Regions from separate parts of the Mus musculus genome. Here region 1 is linked to region 2. Evidence: chromatin contacts called from public HiChIP or PLAC-seq data. All regions are on one chromosome and are shown on one strand. The core of a region is the stretch at or near the end of the contact, and the rest is flanking DNA. Distances in the headings are between cores, read along the strand shown. Region 1 holds the start of Zfp800 (zinc finger protein 800). Region 2 holds the start of Gpr37 (G protein-coupled receptor 37).

Region 1 (7,634 bases), core at 4,224-6,723, 2.6 Mb after region 2:
ATTTGCTGAATACCAGATTTGGATGTCTGCACTGGTTGCTGTAACAAGGGAGGATCTCCAGGCTCCAGGATATAAACTACATGGAAGACAAACACACACCCGACCCACACACAAAAACATGGTTATTGACATCACTGACTCTTGGATTGTGTTAATAATGAGAATACCCCATATATATTCATATATGTAAAACTTATCTTTATAAGGCAAATGAAGCAATGGAGGGAAACCCTCAATCATTCCCCATATTAAAGACTCAATCAAGGCTCGTTAGTAGGTCTAACAGCAAATACTTACTGCTTTGGCATCATTCATTATGTATTGCTAGCCTCTTTTGTTTCTCTTAAGTGAGAACTACATTTAACAAAAACTCTTAGCTATACTCAGGAAACCCTTCCAAAAGCTTTAAAAATAATCTGATCAAGCACCCTGGCCAATCATGAGAATAACCCAAACCCAGCTTCTGAAGAAAGAAAACAGACAAGTATTCAAGGCATACAAAACTTTCACTGAAGTATGCTCTAGTACTGTACTCAAGTGAGAAAAATTTCAAATTTCAGAGTCTCTTTATAGGGACCAAACAGGGTATAGACAATGACCTATTTACATTAATACACATTATACAGATATATATAAATTTAGTTGATATGGCTATGTGTATAGATGATAAGAGAAAATTATCTTGGCAGGATACTAACAGAATTGAAAGATTCTGTCAGAGTAGGTTATCAATTTTTAAAAACAAAAATTTTCACTTTCATATCCATTAGTCATTATCACCTCCCCTTTGCAGAATCCTCTGATAAGTAGAAAAGTAATTAGATCATGTGACACAAGGTAGCTGAAAAGGACAACTGTGTTTCTATGTATCTCTCTCAAACAGCAAGTTGTAGTAAAGAAAAACTAACCATTTAATCCTTTTTTAAAGAATATAATGTCCCACCTAATTAATGGCCTCATAAGCCAGGGTCCATTCTCTTGGTATGGGGTTTGGGAGAGCAAGTTTCCTTCAATTGGAGGTGCTACTACTGCTCTGCACCTTAGACCTGGATAGCAATTCCATTTGGACAGAACAGCCAGGCTGTTTTTATGCTGTGCATACAGATGCAGCCTTAGACTCTCCTTCCTACCAAGTGCTCGCTGCACACAAATAGGAGGAACCATATCTCAGCACCTTATTTCATCAAACAAAAGCTTAAGAAACACTCTAGGCACGTAAGTAGAATACAGACAATTAACTCAGTTTGAGAATTGACAAAAACTGCAGTAATAAAGAATGTAAGAGTCCACATGGACATTCCCTGCACGTCAACTGTGTGGCTGTTCACTAAGGTATAAGTGAGACAATTAAATGCTCAGATCTCTTCCTCTTCTCTTATCATGGAGCTAACAAAGTTTCCAAAAAACAAACACAAAAGCTGTGTGATTATTGAATAGGATATGATAAAAACCAATCAAAGCCCCTGGGATACAGCAAGTGCTCAGTTAGCACCCGGCAGTATCAGTGTTATCAGGAGCAAACAACTGCTTTCCTGACACCAAAAACAATCTTGTACAAACTGTAAGTCAAATTTAACCTGTAGGAGAAACAACAGCAGAGGTTTATTAGCAGTCTGTTCATGGTGAATCAGGAAGATCTCTTTTCAGTAGCTAAAAATGATAGCAATTGATAACTATAACATATAATTAGCTATGAAGACTGGAAAAATCTACTAACTGTAAAGAACTAAGGGACCGGCTTTACAGGGGGCAAGAAATAGAGAATAAAAAGAAGAAAATCAACAATGAGAGAGAGCTATGGGGAGAAGCAGACTTCTTGTCCAGGAGCTCCTCCTTCAGGAATATACTCCAAAACCTTTCTCTAATATAGCAACTTCAACACGCACATGACAGTACCCAGCCTCTTACCTACCAGCCTCAGAACCTCCCACTAGAAAACATACTTACCGAGTCAGCTTTACATGGGCACTATCTATGTAGCTCCCATTATTAAAATACACTTTTTCATTTGAAATGTGCTTGTATACACACACACTTATATATACATACACACATATCTGTAACTTGCTAAACTGTCCTCTCACACAGCCCAGATCCACCCAGGTTACAAAACGTTTTAAACAATTATCTCCCCAACTAGAAACACTCAGACCCTCAGAACAACCTACTCTCTTCCAGGAGCACTTATCTATTTTTGCAAAAGTCTCTCCTGCCTTAAAACAAGTTCCTTAAAGATCTTTCTAACCATGATGTCTAGGATTTGCTTACTAAAAAAGAGAAGTTGGAGGAGAAGTTAGAGAGCAGACCAGGGAAATGTTGGGGAAAGGAGAAAATAATGGAAAACAGATTTCCATGGAATGATAAATGATGGCTCTGCATGATGGTTACATCACATCCTTGGTTTTTGAATTTCTGAAAACTTCTATTTTAAACAATCTGTTAAATTAAGACTATGCACATACTGATAAGACTTCTAATAACACCCCTCAGTATAAATTGACCAATTCCATGGAGACAGAATGGTCTCATCTCAGGCCTCACCCTCTGTCTATAATCCAAATGATGGATACCTCTCATGAAAGCCCATTAGATAGTTTCTCAAGCACAGCATCCTCCTGCGTGCATCTGAGGACAGCTTCATGACTATCATACCACACTTCCTCCAGACCTGGAAATGCCCTCAACTCAGCACACACCTTTCCTGCAGTGATGACAGCCGCCTAACCTAAAAGTCATCAAGAGCCCAGCTTTCCATTGAAATCAACATTCCAAAGCATTTCATTCTTTTAAAAAAAAAAAAAAAGCACATTTTAATAAGCAGCAACTTTTAATTTTTAATTAATGATACTTAAAGATTTCTTGTTAATGGGGAATAAAAAAATTTAATCCACATTTAAAAATTAAAATCCAGAAAGCACCTTTCTCTTAAATACTTAATTACCAACATGTACCGTAAATCATGTTCACAAATTACATTATTTGTTTAAATCTATCTCTTCCCACTCAAAAACTATATATACATACACATACACATATGAGGAAAACTCTTTTTCACCATCTATATTGCTAGTGCCTTGGGCAAGACCTAGTATCTAAGACATGCTCAATAATGATTTGTTAAAAAAAAAATGAATAAGCAAACTAGTAAAAACCAAGAAATACATCTTCACTTCAAATATATAAAAGGTAAGGTATAAAGGGTGCTTAAGTTAGATGGGTCAGAAGATGAATGAAAATGAGGTCCCCTCCTAGAGGTACCTGTTTTACTAGGTTAGAACTGATCCAAGCAAACACAACAGACACAGGCTGAAGTCCAGTGGTAATGTCCTGTAACGCAAAGGAGTGTGTCCCCTTTACTGTTACCACGTTTCTCTTACTCAAAAAAAGTAGCTTCAAATACTCTGCTAAAAAAATCTAAATACATGAGCATAATTAAAATATTTCAATTAAAAGCAATCCAAAGTAGGCGGGGGAAGTTACCAACCCTGGTAACTTAAAAGTAAAAACTGATAAACGCATGTCTTTGAATTAGAATAGAAAGACCTTTATTCGTAGTTGACACTGTGAGTCCTTTTAAGATAAGGCCCTCAACAGTTTACAATGCCTGTTAAATTAAAACTCACTAATAAATTCTTTATGAGACTCAAAAAAGTTTTAATATCATAAATTAAACAGAATCTGCTCAACATAATAAAATACCTTAAATACTCTATATATTCTAAGCAATACAATACAATAAATTCTATCCGAAACATTTAAGATGTTTTTTAAATTCAAAAAGTCCACTTGTCCCTACAGGTTCAATCAACCTTCTTGACCCAAATTAAACTTTTGGCTTTGTTTGTTTGTTTGTTTGTGGGAGTGGTAAACTTTATACTATGGATTAAAACACTTCAAGGGAAAGTTATTTTAACAATAAGAAATTTTCAAGAAGCTGAATGGTAGTAATCACCTATCTCATCTTTACCTTCTTCTTCCATTTTAAACATTCAGAGCATGGAGTGAACCAATAACGAAGCTGCCTTGAAAAAGAAGGGAAAGGAGCTGCCCGACCTTGTGGAAATGATTGACGGTGACACTTGTGGCACTTTCTCTGGGGGCTCAAGCAATGGAGATCTCCAGTTTGTACAGGCTTTTGGCATTACGCGAGTAGTTTTACGCAGGAGAAACCGAGTTACTTAGGAAAGACTTCTTAGAGACAACGCAGAAAGCCGAGTAGCTCTGGTGAAGGAGAGCAAAGACACTGGGGAGAAAAAAACGGACTTACCTGGTTCGCAGCATCCGTGATGATGGTGGTCCGTTTGACAGTATTTGTCCCTCAAAGGCATTTTTAACGGGTGCGACCTATTTTCCTTTCACTGTGAGAAGCTCTTCATTGCGGCTTGGCTGTGGACAGAGAAGCACAAACCCATCACTATCCCTGAACTTCTATGGAGGCTGTGGCTGCAATTTCCACAGACCATCCCACCATGCGCTCTCTGCCCTCACCCCGGGCCCGCACCTTCCGCTCGGAAAAGAAACCGCCGCTCGCCCGGCCTCCGGCCCCACGTCCCCGCACAGGTTCACCGCCCTACCCGGAAACGCAGCGTCCGGCGCGCAGGGCAGCGCAGCGCACGGCGAAGGCCTGGCGGGCTGCGCAGGCGGCTGCGGCCTCGCCGTGCTGGGCGGACGAGCGAGCGAGCGAGCGGGCGGGCGCGCGGAGAGCCGGGCGCGGGACGCGGGACGCGACGGGGCCCCTGCGCGGCTGAGGAGCGGCTCGCGCGCCCTCCGGCCACGCACGTGCGTCGGGGGGTCTCCCCGGCGCAGGTCGGGTCCGGTCCGCGCCGCCAAGTGCGCCCAACTTACTCAACTCCCGGAGCGGCCGGCCGGCCAGCGGGCGGGCGGGCCGCGGCACCAGCCGGGCGCACGACGCGGCCGAGGGCCCCACCTGGCGCAGCCCCGGCGCAGCGCGTGAAGCCGAGCGGGCTTCGGCCCCGGCGCGCTCCCAAAGAGTCCCCGGCGGCGCCGACGCGGAAGCGCCACAGCTCACCACGTCCTCGGGCCGCGGCTGCGGTGGCGGCTGTGGCGGTGGCGGCGGCTCACGGCAGCCCTCCGCGCTCCGGGCCGGCGAGCTGGCGGCGCGCGGGCGCAGGCAGTTGACAGGACGAACCGCCGGGCGCAGCAGCCGAAGGAGCTGGAACCGGAGCAGGCAGGACTGAGGCGCCCCTCGCCAGGGCAACGGCCGCGCCGAGCCCGGCTCCCCTCAGCGCCGCGCCGCTCCACCTGCAACGGTCCCCCGGGCTTTGGAGAGGGGCGGGGAGCCGCGCGGGTCCCCCACCTGGGGCCTTGCGGGTAGCAGATGCTTCGGGAAACTTTATGGAAGTCAGTCCCGTTCTCTCGTGGCCGCCCCTTCCCCGGACAGCCCGAGCGACCGCCGTGCAGAGAGGGTAGGAAGGGGGAAGCAGAGAAGTCTCCGGCTGCGACAGGGAGCGACTGACTGACCCCGGACGGAGATGGGGCGAGGGCAGGAAGTGACAAGCTCACGGAGTGGGTGGGGGGAGTGTGGCCGGCACGCCCGGCAGCGCGGCGCGCATGCGCTGGGCGGGCAGCCCCGGTGGGGAGGCGACGCGCGGGGCCGGCCTCGGGCGGAGGAGGGTAGACTGCGGGGTTGGCGGGCGCCGAGGGCGGCCGGGTAGCTGGCGGGCCTCGCCGGCGCGCGCCCGTGCGTCCTCCCGCCGGCGGCTGCGGAGCGACGGCCGGAGGCTGCGTGCGCCCGGAGGTGTGAGAACCAGAACCGCGGGCGCGTCTTCCCCTCCCCGGGCACGCGCCGCTCGCTCGGGCACCAAACTGTTGCTCGCGCTGCTGCGCTTCGGCGGATCCGACCCAGGCAGAGTTGGGGAAGCGGAGGAGAAAAGGAGGGACTGGGAGCCCGAAGTGGACTGGATCGGGAGAGCTGTCAGGTGCTGGCTCGCCAGCTGTTGTCCAAGTGTACCTCCTGGAACTTGGGACAGGAGAGTCTAAGTCGGGCTCTGGGAAAGAACGCGATTGGCAACGTTCTGAGGGTGCAAACCTGGAAGTGAAGTTGGGTCACATGGCTAACACGCACTTTCCCTCTTGGGCACCAGCATCCTGCTTGGAAAATCCCCGAAGATCAGATCGAAGATGGCCATCTTCTGTCAAATCTACAAACCTTGAGCTGCTTTTCATATCCAGTAGCTGCTGCCGCCACCTTCTTCCCAACTCTGAGATGGAATTCTTGCCCTTGCTAACTTCACTCGAATAGGTGTCAGCTATTGGTCAGGGTTTTGTGAGAGCTCCCATTTGACCTTTTTTATCTTCTCAGGATGAATGAAAACCACAATTAACTAACTTCCAGTTTTCAAGTTCCAGTTTTGGAGCTTCTGAAAAAAGAAAAGTTTAGGAAGGAAGGCACTATGTGTTTGTATTTTGGGTTTTTTGTTTTTTGTTGTTTTGAGATGGTCTTGCTGTGTAGCTCAGGCTTGCCTGGAACTAGCTGAGTAGCCCAGGATGACCCTGAAATCAGGATTCTCCTCCTGCCACTATGCACTTTCTTTTTCAAAGCTGGGGTTACAGGCTGACACCACACTAGGCTCTGTGTTTGTGAAGAGAAAAATCACCAAAATCAATTTTCAAAATTCCAAAGGAAGTTTGTAAGCAAATGCAGTTGTTACTATAGGACTGTTGAATGGAATACTTGCATACGTCTTGTACGGTTGGAGCAGAATAGAATAAATGTTCTGCAGCTACATAGGATATTATATTATGATCTCATTTTCTGTTCCATTGTCAAGAATCACTACCCACATGAAGCAAATGCAGATTATAGGTCAATATGCTATAAATGGCCACTTCTATGTGGTGGTATTATGCAGCCAATAGAAATCATATTTGGGGGTTGGAAAGATGACATTGTCAGTTAAGTCTGGTCAAGAAAACCTGAGTGTGATCCCAGAACACATGGTACAAAAACGTTGGAGGTGAACGTTCACCTGCAATTCCAGTGCTAGGGAGACCAAGAGAGAAGAATCCCTGAGGCTTGCCAGCCAGCTGGCACAACCAAACGGATTAGGTCCAGGCTCAGTGAGAGCCCCTGTCTCAAAAAGTAAATTGAGCAATTGAAGAAGACATACAACATGGACCTTTAACCTATCCAACCAACAAAACTATCATGTGTAATATTAACTATGTGGAATATGCTTAAACCAAAAAGATATATTTTTGAAATGTGAGAGATGCTGTACTTGGAATTATATGTGCTTTTGTCTGAATGAAGCATATGTGATTTTAATAAAAAGAGTTTTTATTAATCTATAATTTATCTTTAAGTGTTCTGTAAATAAAATTAAAATTCCACTCTTTAAAAAATGACTATATTATCTGAAATGGTATAAAATAATGATGCACAAAAAATATGATACAAAAATACAAATCACTCAAAACTGCAGTGAGAAACTGAAAGGAGAGAAAATGATCAACATTGGTGATAGCTGGGTGGTAAATTTTTAAGTAAAGCATTTTTGTTTCAAAGGATATTTACCTTAATTTGACACAATGAGTGTAATACATGTATTAAAAATACTAAAATTTTATAAGCCAGGGAAGTATTATTTGTAAGAATTTAAATGTTTTCTTAC
Region 2 (7,073 bases), core at 1,188-3,687:
TTCCTAATATATCATGAGGCCAACTACAAAAACTAAAATTGATGTTCTTTTATACATAAAATATAACCTCAGCTTTGGTAGTTAAAAATGAGAAAAAGCTCAATTGCCTCTCTTGGGGATGGCATGGTGGAATCACGATGAAATACTAGAACTTTAGTAAATGAATATTAATGATCCCTCCCCCACCCCACCCCCAGTACTACGTTCCCATAAAGACAACCATGGGCTGGCCATTATTTAACCCAGGATACCAAGTCAAAAATATCATATCCAGAGAAAAGCTGTACATATAGAACTATCACACACACACACACACACACACACACACACACACACGCACGCACGCACGCACACACACGCACACACACACACACACACACACACACACACACCAGGCTAGGAGCAATGGAGTTTGAAGATGGTTTAGCAAAGCTGCTTTCTTTCATACACACACGTGCTTGCATAAGTGACTGGGGGAAAGAGAAGGGATTCAGAGAAAGAAGCAAAGAGTCCCACAGGTAGGTGCTTATTCTCCGGAAACAGAAAAAGGCAGTAGCTAGAGGTCATTACCTCGATATAGGGCACGATCTTGCAGGAGAAATCTTCCAAAAGCCACTTCTTAGTCAACTCATGGAAGATGACCAGGGGGAGGCAGAAGAAGATGATGAGAAAGTCCCAGAAAGCCAGGTTGGCCAAGAGAGAATTGGAGATGCTCCTCATGTAGTAATTGTGACACACGATGCACATCACTGCCAAGTTGCCAATAATGCCGGTCCCAAAGATCACCACAGATAAGCACATGACCGCATAGGCTCCGTAGGATTCTTGGGTCAATGGGTAGAAGGGGTTCTTCAATCTCACGCGCCGCGTGGTGTTTCCACGGCGTGGACCCCCTTGGTCAGGAACCCAGTCATCTGCAGACCCGTTTTGCGGTAGTGCCCTGCCTGGAGGAGCAAGGGTCCTTCCTTCGTGTACTGCTGAAGGCCTGTGTTGGGAATCCTGGAGTTGTCCAGTTCTTCGTGGCCAGTAAAAAAGATCTCTGGGTTCCGTTTTCACACTGTGCTCCTGCCTGCTCTGGGGAATCCCATCGCGCTTGGAACTCATCTCTCCCCCCTCCGATGTCGGAAAGAAGAGTTGGGGATCCGTGGGGTCCCTTCTCCTCAAATGCCCGGATGGTTCTTTACCCTGGGCACTTTTCCATCTCCAGGCACTTGGTGGCTTGGTTGGAGGTCCCAAGGGCCCAGCAGCCGCCGCTTCTTCAATCACACCTGTGTCACCGCCCCTGGGTGGTGGGAGGTCCCAAGAGGTCGCCCCTCTCACCTCTGCTTCCAGTTTCTCTCTGGGCACATGGACTCGCAGAGCGTCTTTTGCCGAATTCCCAGGTCCACGGGCATCCCTGCTGCGGCGTTGGATCAGTGGGGAACAGCTCTCCCCCAGACAAGTTCCATTCCTGGGCTCAGGGACAAAGCTCAGGGCAGCAGAGACAGAAACCTTAAACAGCAGAAGGAGCAGCAGCCGCGATGTGCGCGAGAGAGGCGCGCCCCGGGCTGGCATGGCTCGGCGAGGGCGCACCTACTAGCCTGGCTCTAGCTTAGCACCGACACCTGCTGCCAAACTTGGTGCAGAGAGTTAGGCACATGTCACATACTCACCGCTGGGTAGAGGATGGGAGCAGAAGATTGCTGGGAGGGAACAGGGCGCTTGGGGAAGGACGGTGTCATCAACACATCCCTACAATCCTTCCACGTTTCATGTTCTGAGCATTTCCCAGCCAAATCTAATCCAAGCTCGGTGCACCCGAAGGTTCCCAGGGAAATAACAGATCCAAGAGGCTGACCTTGAAAAGTTGCGAACACCACCTGATTGTTCCCTAATGTTGCGACTGGGCGCAGCCTGGAGGAAGCCCCGCGCTCCTCCCAGCCTTTGGGTGGTGGCTGTCTTCTTGGTAACAGTTGCTCTGCTATTTACATCCTTTCCATACTGCTTTATCCAGTCGCTAGTAGAGGTCTCTAGAGAAAAAGAAAAACAAGTCCGCTCCACTAGGGGACTGGCTGTCACAATCCCACTCTCGGCTGGCGGGGGGGTGGGGGGTGGGGACCCTTGCAAACAAGGCACCACCGGAGCACAGAGGAAACTCTTGCTTCGTTTAACTCCGACGACTTTCAAAGGGACTGTTGCCAAGGAGAAGCCAGATTCGAAACCCGCGGCCACTGTCAAAGTTGCTGCTCCTTCAGTTCAAAGTTGACAAGTGGATGGCGCCAGCGGCTGCGCCTAGTGCACGGGCTGAGAAGGCGTGGAGTGGAGCGAGAGGGAGGAGAGGGCGCTGCTGTTTTGTGCACAGTGCTGTGGGCTGCAGGAGCTTGTCACTGCCACCACCATCGCAACCCGGGTGGAGAGCGTGGTGCCTGGAACCGCTGCTGGCGGGCGGAGCGGTGCATGGTGGACAGGGGAGGTGGCCCGGCCTCTCCCAGCGGCTCAGCCACTGCGCGGGCTTCACTCCAGGTCGCCTCCCTCTCGTCCTCCTTCTAGCAGAGCATCTGGTTTGTGGAGAGACGGGATCCCCTGGTGGTTTTACCACACACTAAACCCACACACGTTTCATTCAAGGCGTTCGCAGTAGCTTTCAATAGGAAGCTAGGAGCGACCCGGGAACAAGGGCGGAGGCGCCGAATCTGCACGGCTAAAGGCAAGGAGGACGTGAACTCCATGGGTTATTGCCCTAGATAGTCCAACCAACCCGACCTAATCTGTCACCACTAAGGAGGGGGTTGGATCTCAGGACCCCCGGTGCAGGCGGGGATCCCTGGAGGAGAAGGTAGAAAGGGCAAGCCTCTTGAGATCTGCAACAATTGGTAGCAACTGGTGCGCATGCTCAGGCTTCAGACTCCCCAGGGAATAGTGACACATTCACAGTCTTAGATTCCCCAGAGCAGAGTCAGAAAAGAAACAGACTTCATTGGTTTCATTCACTCGGTAAGAGAGTAGATTGTAAGGTAAGAAGGATCCAGGTGTCCCGTTACCTTTAACATTGACTTTGAAAGCATCCTACCAGGAGGTGGAGTTAGAGCTGATCACAGGGAGCAGGAGGAACGCAGCAACCTTGATATGTTCAGAACTGAGAACTGAGGAGGACCGAACTCCCATCACGATGCCCATGCCTTTCCAATTTTTATATACACACAACCCCGTGTAGCAATCTTGGTATAGCTGAGAAAACAGACAAATATCGGACCAAATTTTTAAAAGGGGAAGAAATAAACATGTGAGATAGAGACAAAGGCAACAACAGAAGAATTATCTAAGGGCACAATAGAAAATACAGTAAAAATACAATTGCAGTAAAGAGCCTCAAACTATCTACGTCCTAAGCACTGTCATTTGTGAATATGTGTTTACATAGCAAAAGGAACTCTACAGTGAGACTTACTTAAATATCTGGAGATGAAAAGAGTGTCACGGGTTATAAATTTGTGCACACACAAGGGACCCAAGAAGAAAAAGGTAGAGAGAGATGAGAGGGTAGTAGACTATGAAAATCTTTATAATTTTTTTTCTTGTGTTGAGGTTCAAATGGGCAGATGCACAGACACCAGACATAACAACAAAACTGACAAGGGTCAAAAAAAACAAAAAACTATTTTGGAAAAAGTTAGACAAAAATTAAAATACGGGATTTCACCAAAGGTTAAGTGTCAAATGACATGTCACAGGGAGGTAGTGTTCAGCACCAGCTTGTTGGATGACTGAAAATGGAAACAGATAAAATTACTCTTCTTTTAAAGTAGAAAAAATGAAAAGAGAAGAAAATCCCATTTGCAACGGTATTTGTCAATACCTCAAAATACTGCAGATTTATATCCTGTGCGTTCAAAACATAAGATCAAGAATAACCCTTGTGAAGCCCTTGTGTCTTACAAGGAATCTTTGAACTTATTTCTAAGAGCAAGAGCAACCAGAATCACATGGAAATAATGTAAAGGACATCAAAGTTAGGAATAAAAATTCCCACTCTGGTGTATGTAAACAGTACAAACTAGTTGTATGTATGTCATGTCAACCAGACAGATCCTGAAAGCACAAATGTAAAAATAAACAGTGGGTTCATTATACTGCACTGCCATTTGAGCTGTGTCGATATATGGATAGAAAGGACACATGCTATTTGGATTAGTAGTCTATTCAAAAGTTGGTGAATGGAAATGTTATGTGAAGAATCTTCTATTGTAATCAAATTTTGTTATCATATATAATTGTATTATGTAGTTATATATTATATATTTATATATTATATGTACTTAATTATATATAATAATTTTAATTAATTATTTTCTTTCTTAAAAAAAATCCAAAACAAGAGCTAGGTTAACTATGGAACAGAAAAACAAGACACCAAAATAAAGTCTGTGATGCTGTTTTCTCTTTCAAAGTACCTTAAAGACTGGGCTATATATGTAAACAATTTTCTACTCTTCCTACTCTGGATCACTTAAATGAGCCACTAATTTTAATGGTACTCAGCAAGGAAAAGAGGCTGAACTATAGGGGAAAAATCCCTTTAAGTCCTTCTTAGAAGCCCCAGTTGGCATCTTTAAGGTGGCAGAACACAGCTCCCAAGTAGACAGCTTATGCTTATGTAGATTGTGAAAACACTGAAGGGCTGCCTATGTGTATCTGAATGCTGCCTTCATTTTCCTAAGTATCCCCTCCTCCACCTGAATAATGATGCCTTCCTGTTTGGATGGATAGCATGCCCTAACTCCTTAAGTTTCACAGTGACCATGAAACACACACACACACACACAGGAACTCTTTGAGCCAGGCAGAATATCAGTTATTTAGCTTTCAGAAAAATATAATTTTTCTTCTGAAATACAAGGATACAAAAGGCTGCTTTCAGATCCGCTCACATGACTTAATATGTTGATTAAATGAATGAGAAAGAACTATATAAAATGTAAATATTCAATGTCATTACTAGTCCAACTATTTGTAATTCTTAGCAAATTTTAAGCACCATTAAGAATATATAAGCCTTAGTGGGTAATGCCTATGATAAATAAAAATCTGAATTAATGAGTTTATTTTCTAAGAAAGTTTAGAATACATTTAAAAAGAAGTAAAACAAATGCCTTTCAAATGCTTTCCCAAAGCTTCTCTCAGCTGTTGCTATAATTTTAAAAATAGGAATAGTCACAGCTCATCTATTTCTGTAGTTTCTACTTTAGAAATAAATATCAAGAAGTTAGCTGCTCAGTGTCTGAATTAAGTCTGAGGTCATTTATGTGTGCATGAAGGACTGGTGTGGTCACAGCTATCTTCTATGTCAGCATATCAGGAGCTCTTTATTACATACCATTGATTTTTATTAAAATTAAGGAGTACATGTAAATTATTACATGTCTCAGTATTTCTTGTTTTAAAAAAATCTAAAATTTTTTTATTAGATATTTTCTTTATTCACATTTCAAATGCTAGCCTGAAAGTTCCCTATACCCTCCCCCCGCCCTGCTCCCCTACCCACCCACTCCCACTTCTTGGCCCTGGCATTCCCCTGTACTGGGGCATATAAAGTTTGCAATACCAAGGGGCCTCTTTTACCGACTAGGCCAAAATTCATTACACTCCATTTACTGTTTGGTGTCCTGAAATGAGACATATTAAAGTGTATTACTAGTTCAAGTTTTAAGATATATCATTGAACTGGAGAAAAACTATGCAGTGGGCAATTCATTTCTCAAGTAATTTTTCTTTCCTGTCCTTCAAATAATTAAAAAAAAAAAACATCTTTTTCACAGGAAAACTTTTAACATGTTGCCAATAGATTATCATCTAAAATTCAATGGTCTTCTTTTGATTTTGACAATTTGTAGTTCTAAATTTTCTATGTTCTTAGCAAACAATTATCACTTGGAAAGGCTTCATTCACATACCTATTAGTCTATTTGTTCTATTATTCTGTTACTTTTACATAGGAAAGTTTAATTAGAATTGATAAGAGTATAGTATTTTTAGAGCTGTAACACCAAACAATTATACCCACATTTTAAAAATTAAAATCAAAGTATATATATATATATATGCTTTATATATACTTTAATTTTAATTATATAAATATATTTATATACATTATAAATATATATATAAGTGATTGCATATGTGTGTGTGTGCGTGCGCACATGCACACAGATGTGTGTATGTATTTGGGGGCATCTTAAGGTGCGCAGGGCTTTTATCAAACATAAAACAAAACAAAGTAAAACCTTGTTCTTTAAAAAATGTAGCTCTTGAACTACGTAAAATATGTCTGCCCCACTACACTACACTACACAATGTGAAAAGCCTGAAAGGTAAAATGATGTAAAAAACGAAGATGAATTAACACATGCATGACCAAATACTTCCAAGTTCTCTTATGGTGTAAAGGTTCAAGGGGCACAGCCTCTTTGCTGCAAAACCAAAGAGAAATAGATCATTTGATATTTACTGTGCCTTGGACCAATCCAACAGGAGCCCAGAGCATGATTGCACAAATGACAGATTGTCTCTAGCAATTTCATTACTTCAGATTTAGTCCTTATAGATATTATTGTAAATAGGACTTTCCAAGAGTTATCCAAAGTTAAAATATCTTAAAGATACTTACTTCTTTCTCTTTCTTTTTGGGCCCAGGTGTCAGTTCTGTCAGGATGATTATTCTTAAGAGTTTCCAAAATAAATAAATCATTTTATTCTTCTTTTGCTCTGTCTATGGCCATGCATTCAAGTTAAGTAAGTTGCTAATACAAGGACAAGGCAAGCCAAACTACAAAAGCAGGACCCATCACTGACAACAACAGACCTGCTTGCTACTTTGAATCTTCAGCAATATGGCTGGAATATAATGTTTACATACTGAGCTAGTGAAGAAGGGCATGCCTTTGTATATGAAAAGCCAAAGAGTGAGGTAAGTTGGCTCAGAATTGAAATGAGAATACACTAGTGATTGGATCTATTGGCAACCTATTACATTTTAAATCAGTTCCATGAACACATCTAAACTTTGCATCTTGACACTTTCACCAATTATTTTTTTG

Evidence for each region. HiChIP or PLAC-seq counts read pairs in DNA pulled down with a chosen protein or histone mark.
Region 1: an H3K4me3 HiChIP or PLAC-seq map of stem cell-derived neural progenitor cells shows a contact between it and region 2, with 8 times the contacts expected there. The contact joins the promoter of Zfp800 here to the promoter of Gpr37 in region 2. A contact is called at or near these places in 2 of 115 datasets of contacts at active chromatin or transcription factors (astrocytes and stem cell-derived neural progenitor cells).

The regions. Positions count from the first base shown.
Region 1 is chr6:28,256,451-28,264,084 of GRCm38.p6, forward strand. It overlaps Zfp800 (zinc finger protein 800), which reads right to left and starts at 5,474. Exons shown (of 6, transcript NM_001081678.2): 1 at 5,030-5,474; 2 at 4,268-4,386; 3 at 1-76. The coding sequence starts at 4,328.
Region 2 is chr6:25,687,543-25,694,615 of GRCm38.p6, forward strand. It overlaps Gpr37 (G protein-coupled receptor 37), which reads right to left and starts at 2,438. Exons shown (of 2, transcript NM_010338.2): 1 at 571-2,438. The coding sequence starts at 1,554.